Regions from separate parts of the Mus musculus genome. Here region 2 is linked to region 1. Evidence: chromatin contacts called from public HiChIP or PLAC-seq data. All regions are on one chromosome and are shown on one strand. The core of a region is the stretch at or near the end of the contact, and the rest is flanking DNA. Distances in the headings are between cores, read along the strand shown.

Evidence for each region. HiChIP or PLAC-seq counts read pairs in DNA pulled down with a chosen protein or histone mark.
Region 2: an H3K27ac HiChIP or PLAC-seq map of extraembryonic endoderm stem cells shows a contact between it and region 1. The contact joins the promoter of Pdha1 here to the enhancer-like site in region 1. A contact is called at or near these places in 11 of 39 promoter capture datasets (3T3-L1-derived adipocytes, the C10 cell line, the HPC-7 cell line and 7 more), 26 of 484 Hi-C or Micro-C datasets (the AtT-20 cell line, B cells, the C10 cell line and 19 more), 17 of 115 datasets of contacts at active chromatin or transcription factors (the SCID.adh cell line, bone marrow-derived macrophages, embryonic stem cells and 6 more) and 3 of 9 other capture datasets (adipose tissue, liver and pancreatic islet).

The regions. Positions count from the first base shown.
Region 1 is chrX:159,960,076-159,963,197 of GRCm38.p6, reverse strand. It overlaps Sh3kbp1 (SH3-domain kinase binding protein 1), which reads right to left. Exons shown (of 18, transcript NM_001135727.2): 15 at 1,305-1,433. Among named protein-coding and RNA genes, the nearest start is that of Map3k15, 27 kb to the left of the region's middle. Within about 2 kb of position 1,552, at least 3 of the 459 cell types and tissues checked have an H3K27ac peak or open chromatin away from gene starts, as enhancers often do. A contact at or near this core is called in extraembryonic endoderm stem cells, where this site is marked.
Region 2 is chrX:160,136,483-160,139,788 of GRCm38.p6, reverse strand. It overlaps Pdha1 (pyruvate dehydrogenase E1 alpha 1), which reads left to right and starts at 1,359. Exons shown (of 11, transcript NM_008810.3): 1 at 1,359-1,533. The coding sequence starts at 1,477. Gm39547 (a long non-coding RNA gene) reads left to right here and starts at 1,542. Exons shown (of 2, transcript XR_878293.1): 1 at 1,542-2,008.

The DNA of each region.
Region 1 (3,122 bases), core at 303-2,802:
ATCCCATCCAACCTTTGATTTCTTTGTGCTGATGACTGCTTCAAATGACTACTGTTTTTGTGCTTCTAGACATTAAAATGTTGCTAAAATTCCAAAAAAAACCCAATCCGACCTGACGATTTTCTTAGAAGAAGATGGAATTTAAAAGTCGTCATTTATTTCTAGGAAGATCTGAGCGCGCAGGAGAGGCTTCCTCTACAAAGCTGCATGCACTGGCTGAACAATGCTCTTTTGTGGTGGGACTCTCACCCAGGGCCTTGCACACACTAGGCAACTATTCTTCCACTGAGACACACTTCTGCTGGTCACCCGCTTCTCTCCCTTGGTGTCTCTGTCTCTACCCTCTAATCCCTGCGTGTGTACGTCTCTCTGCGTGTGTCTCTCTGCGTCTCTGCGTGTGTCTCTCTGCGTCTCTGCCTGTGTCTCCCTGCGTGTGTACGTCTCTCTGCGTCTCTTTCTTTCTTGAGATGGAGATTATTCATTTACTATGCTATCTAGGCTCAAATTCCCCAAATCAAGTGATTGCTCCCACTTCAACCTGCTGAGCAGGCGGGACTGTGGGTGCTTGCTAGCACAACAATGTTTTCTTTGTTTCTCAGAAACAAGCAACTTAAATCAGCTTTACCATTTCCTGGGCCCCGAGTGAAATTAAAATGCTTTAGAGGCCAAATTTACTCTAAAGCATGAATTCAAGTCAACTTTTCCTTAAGAGATAATGTAAGTATAAAATTAAATACATATATATAATTTTTTTGCCAGTTTTGAATATAAAAGACAAGGCCTATGAGCAGAGAGCACAACATGTAATGTAGTCTATCTAGATACTCCACAGCTTTTTAAGTTGATCAGGTGACAGGGGTGTCTGAAGGCTTTTTTTTTTTATAAATGTGACAGGATGAAGAACGCTGACTATAAGTGAAACTAGAAAATAAACACCTGTATGCACAACTCAGAGACTCTGCAGCATGTCTTAGGAATTCTGTTTTTTGTTTTTGTCTTTTTTTTTTCTTTTTCGAGACAGGGTTTCTCTGTATAGCCCTGGCTGTCCGGGAACTCACTCGGTAGACCAGGCTGGCCTCGAACTCAGAAGTCCGCCTGCCTCTGCCTCCCAAGTGCTGGGATAAAAGGCATACGCCACCACCGCCGGCGTGTCTCAGGAATTGTGATGACTACAGTAATCACTGTCACTAAAGAATGACAAACATCCATACCCATTGTCTGTTTATCTGTCTTGCTTGGTTTCTAACCCATTGTTAGTACACCCATGGAAGGGCAGGGACACTTCACCCTGGCTGGTCACTCACTTGGGATATGGTAACAGTCTTGGAAGTCTTCTTTGACACGTCTATTCCTCTGTGCGCAAGCGAAATGTGTTCCTCTTTATCTTCTTCGGGACTTGGGGAGTCAAAGATATCGGGGCTTGAAAGGGAAGACTGGATAAAGCCAAAAGAAAATGCCTTCGTCAGAATCATACCTTAGCTGACACAGCTTTGTTTATGTGATGCTGTTAGCTTCTCAAGGCACTCATCATTTCTATTTGATCTGCCTCTAAAACCCTGTGAGGCAGAAAGTATGCTGTTATCTTCTTATAACAGATAACCATATGGCTACCTAGCAGCAGGACTTGGACCAAGCCAGAAGAAGCTAATCTAGGAGCTGCCCCTGATGCCCATCAATCACTTTAACCATGTAACCATCTGTTGTATAGCTTTTCCTAGTCTCTCTATTCTCCAAACATTTGTTACTATGTACCTTAACATGTGATAAGTGGTCCCAGCTCTTGGGGGCTAGCAGTATGGTAGGAAATAGCCCATGGCCAATAGGAGACTGCCTCATAGCCTCCTCTCCTTCACCCTCCTCTGGATCCTTCCTATTCCTTGACCCTACACGTGGTACACATACACGTCCCTTGAAGGATGCATCTGAGAGGGGGCCATTTCTAGAGGCAGGGGATCATGAGTAAAGTGCATAGCCCTACCCACTAGCATATGCTCTCTCTCCTTTGGTATTTGCTACTAATCTCTGCCCTCATTATTATGGACAGTAAACACCCATTCTGGTGTGTATTTGCTAAGGTATATTTATTTATAGAAAGGCAGTACCATTGGGTAAAATGTGGTTCTACACCCATGCCCTTTCTGCCTCACTGTGAAATCACTATAAAGACCCAAAAACTGAATGGGGAGCAAGTCAGCAGAATTCTCTTGGTCACAAGTAATTCCTTTGCTACAATGCTTCAAGTTTAGAACAAAACAAATGAAATCAAGAGTTCCTGTTGCAAGGATTCTTTATAAAATAAATTGTCTTCTAGAAATACATTGCAGCAAGCTTAAATTCAGCTTTGCTTTCTACCCTGAGGTAATAAATGGTTCTAACGGTAATAAAGAATTACCATTTGAAAATGAAAAATTATGCTCACAAATATTTTTTCTTCCTTTTATCCTGCTTACTAAGACAGAAACTTAAAAAAAATATGGGGAGGGATTTTTAAGTCAAGGTTTTGTTTCAAGAGGTCTTATTTGTTAATCTTCACTTAATCTGAAAATCCAATTACCAAAAATATGGCCTCTCACACCAAGCATTCTTATTAATATAGGCTTACCTACTCAACCAGGATGCAATACACAGATCCTTTCAAGATTTAAAAAGCTTCCTTCTATACAATGCATGTTGCATGAGCTTGCCCTTTAGGGTTTATAAACATAACCAGATCCAATTAGTAAGAAAGCACCCAGGCCAGGGAACCATAACTAGTGTTTCTTCAATTATTCCCCCACTAGCCTTCCTTATCCACTAATCCCATTTGTTAGGAAAACCCCGACAGGTGCTACTTTTAAGAGTGAAGAAGAAATTCCGAGTGTACATCCAAATGGGGATGGATAAGAATGAGAGACAAAAATCTGCACACTATACATCATTAAAGCACCAAGGTTTTAAGTCCAAATAAAATCACTCTCCATAAGATGTTAGGCTTTAAGTCACCAAAAGAAGCCTTCTCATTACCATGTGTATCCTTGGCACCTGGCATAGTGCCCTGTCCTCAGGGGACAGATGTCTATGAATATATGTTGACCAAGATATTAAACAACTTGTACAGCCTAAAAGGAGGGTGGAGATCAGCT
Region 2 (3,306 bases), core at 110-2,609, 180 kb before region 1:
ACTCAATCTGTGTATATTTGTGTGTGCACATGCACGCGGAAGTCAAAGGTTAATTTCAGGTCAGTCTTCCTCAGTCACTCTTCAGCTAAACTTTTTGAGGCAGGGTCTCTTACTTATCCTGGCTATTACTTCAGTTAGATTGATGGACAAGCAAGCACCTGGGATCCTCGTGTCTCTGCCTCTCCGGCACCAGAATTCCAGGCAATGTTGCTCTTTTCTCTTATTCAGTTGCGTATTTGTGAAGGATCTGTGGCTCTTTCTTTCCCGTGAGTTATAATGCATCACTACAGCACTCATTTCATCCTTCATCCATGGAGATCATAAATGCAAATATTAGAGGACTTTTTATCCTGGGTTCCCAAGTGACCTCCTAGAAATGCTACCTGGCCAATCCATGCTGGACATTTGAATGGAAAAGTCAGCCTCTGTTTCTCTGACCCAGTGATAATGTGAAGCTGACCGATCCAGGCAACAGTTTGAACTTTGAGAAATCATCATCTGCACGTTTCCCGTGTTCTCATAAAGTCTCGTGTCCTAATCTTAATAGTGTTTGGGTAACAACAACACAGGAGATACAGGATTCTGCCTTTTCCCAAGCATAAAGGACAGACAAACTGCTTGTCTATAACTGAGTCCCCCATGAAAAGAAGCAAGCTAACAAAAAATCAAAGAATAAACGCTAAAGCTAAACTCTTGGATGTCTATGGTCAACGATTAATATTTGCTTTCATTTACTTATTTTGATTTTTTTTTTAGATAGCCTCGCTAAGTAGTCCAAGCTTGTCTTGAACTGAACAGACAGCCTGACCTCCAACTCTGGCTATCATCTGACTTCAGACTCCCTAAGGAAGGAATGACAGGCATGTGCCACCACACCCAGCAACATCCAGCATTTAACTGTTAAATCTCACCCAAGTCAACCAGGGCAACACTTTGCAAGGAATATGTGACCTTTTAAAGACAAATTAGTGGCAGGACCATTTCTAGAAACCAGATGATCTGTCTTTCTTGCCCTGGCACCATGGCTTCTCTGTGTAATGGAACAAGGCTGCCTGCCAAAGCTGTACCACAGGCCCGACTGGGCAAAGGGCAGGACCCGCTTTCACCACTTCTTCGCTGGTCTGTGGTACTCAGGGCAAAAGGAAGGAGAGGCCTCTTCCCCACGCCCCGGGGCCCCCCACTTTCCCACGCAGGCGCCCTGGGACACCGGCCTCTTCACCCTCCAGCCACAGCCCCACCTCATTTTTTAGTTAATTAATGGACGGCCACATGTTCCTCCTCAGAAGGGCGTAGCCATCGCCAGCAACCATTCTGGTTGGCCTGCAGACTAGCGCGGCGTGTGATGCCGTCGCGACTCCGTCACTGCGTTTTGGGCGTGGCTTCGGCTCCGGGCGCCTCAAGGAGACTTGGGGACGCCCGCACCACTCCTTTTGAGTGCCTGGGTGCCGCGGCCGCCGCGTGAGTCTGCTGCGCTCCATGAGGAAGATGCTTGCCGCTGTATCCCGCGTGTTGGCAGGCTCTGCGCAGAAGCCGGTGAGGTCGCCTGATCCCGGGAGGCCGGGGTGGGGCTGGAGCCGGCCTGAGGCGGGGCAGGAAGAGGGCGGACCGGGCCCCCCTGGAGCGCACGGCTGGGGGCTGGGGACGAGCTGCGGGACTTGGGTGGGCTTTCCGCGCAGTCCGTGTCGCCACTGGCCGGGGGAAGAGCGGCTTGAGAACGGGCCCGGTCCGCTGTGCTTCCCCCGATCGCCCCCAGCGGAGCTTCACGCCAGCTCCCCTGCAGCGCCCCACAACTGCTCGTCCCTTACGGGACACTGGGAGGCGGAGCTTGGGCTTGCTCCAGCCTCTCTGGACTCCGCTGACTTCCACTCTCCTTCATGTCATTGCTCTTGGCTATGAGGCCACGTAAGACGAAATAAAGAGCTCCCAGTCCCGGGAGTCAGGTTCCGTGCGCACTCCGACTTCTTCGTTTACTAGCCTTGGCACCAGGAACCATCAAGAAGCAGGATATGTAAAAACTCGTCTGAGGGCCTAGTTCTCTCATCTCCATAATGGAGATTCTGAGGACGCTACCTTCTGGGGGGGTGGTTATCTTGAGTTGGTCAGTGGCACGAATGCCAACCCTTCTGCCTGGCACCTGCCAAGGGCCGGTGTCCAGCTGCGTGAGCATTTGTGGATCACCTGTGTTCTGTTCTGAGGAAGGTTCAGGGAGGTCAGGTTCACGGAAAACAAACTTCCTCCACTCCCTGCTCCTCTGAACTTTTTCTTGGCAGTCAATTTTCGAGCAATCGAGCATAACCCAGAGGAAGCCGCCTTTACCCTTAAACACACAGAGGCTTAGAGTTCAAAGTAGCGAAAGAAAACAGCAATGGTTTTCGGAGAGTTGGGATTAGAGGTTAAGACTTATGGCCCGGCTTTAAGAGCTGTCTAATACCTAAGCTTTTAGCATTTTGACCTCTAGCCACACAGAGGTTGCCTTCTCTTGGTGTAACTGTCATCAGGCTTTGACTTGTAATTCTGGTTCTGTTGATTTCTTTAGGATTTGATGCAATTCTGCTCAGTGTGGGGAGGTTGTAGAAAGGTCGAAATGTCCTTCTCTAGGAATTGCATCAAGGAATGGAAAACCACCATTTGAATCTGAACCGGCAGCAAAGCACATTTCTACGACATAGCCAACATTTATTGAGCTCTTAGTATGTGTCCTGAATTCGGCCACGATCTTCACGCGTGTTAAAAGTGCATCATTGATTTTCAGTTTGTTTGAACAAGTTTCTTGTGTGCAGAAATTGTTAGTTGAAGGGAAATTTGTTTATAGCTTGGGGGCTGGGCATGAAATAAAATTGAAAACGAAAAGAAGCTTTGTTCTCAGTGGAAAGAAAAAATAAACAGCTCTGACTAGAATCAAAGTTTCTATAAGTTGCATTAGAGTCCGAAATCAATAAAAATCATACCTTCTGCTTTGAAGACATGTGCTCCTCTTTTGGAGTATAAGAGGGTACTAGGAAGCTGGGAACACTTTTAAATCTTCCTTCGACACTAGAAGCTAACCTTAGGTGTTGTATCGCTTTGTCTGACAGCCGTTTACCGTTTCCTTTAAATTCACCTTACAGCAGGGAAAAAGAAATAGATTCTAGAGTCGAATTCACCATAGGAAGTACCCAGTTTTTTTCTCACTTTTTGTTGTGGTGGAACATATCCAGAAAGTAGCTTTTTAACTTTTCTTTTCTTTTCTTTTCTTTTCTTTTCTTTTCTTTTCTTTCTTTCTTTTTTTGAGACAAAGTCTCACTATGTATCCCTGGCTGTCTTGGA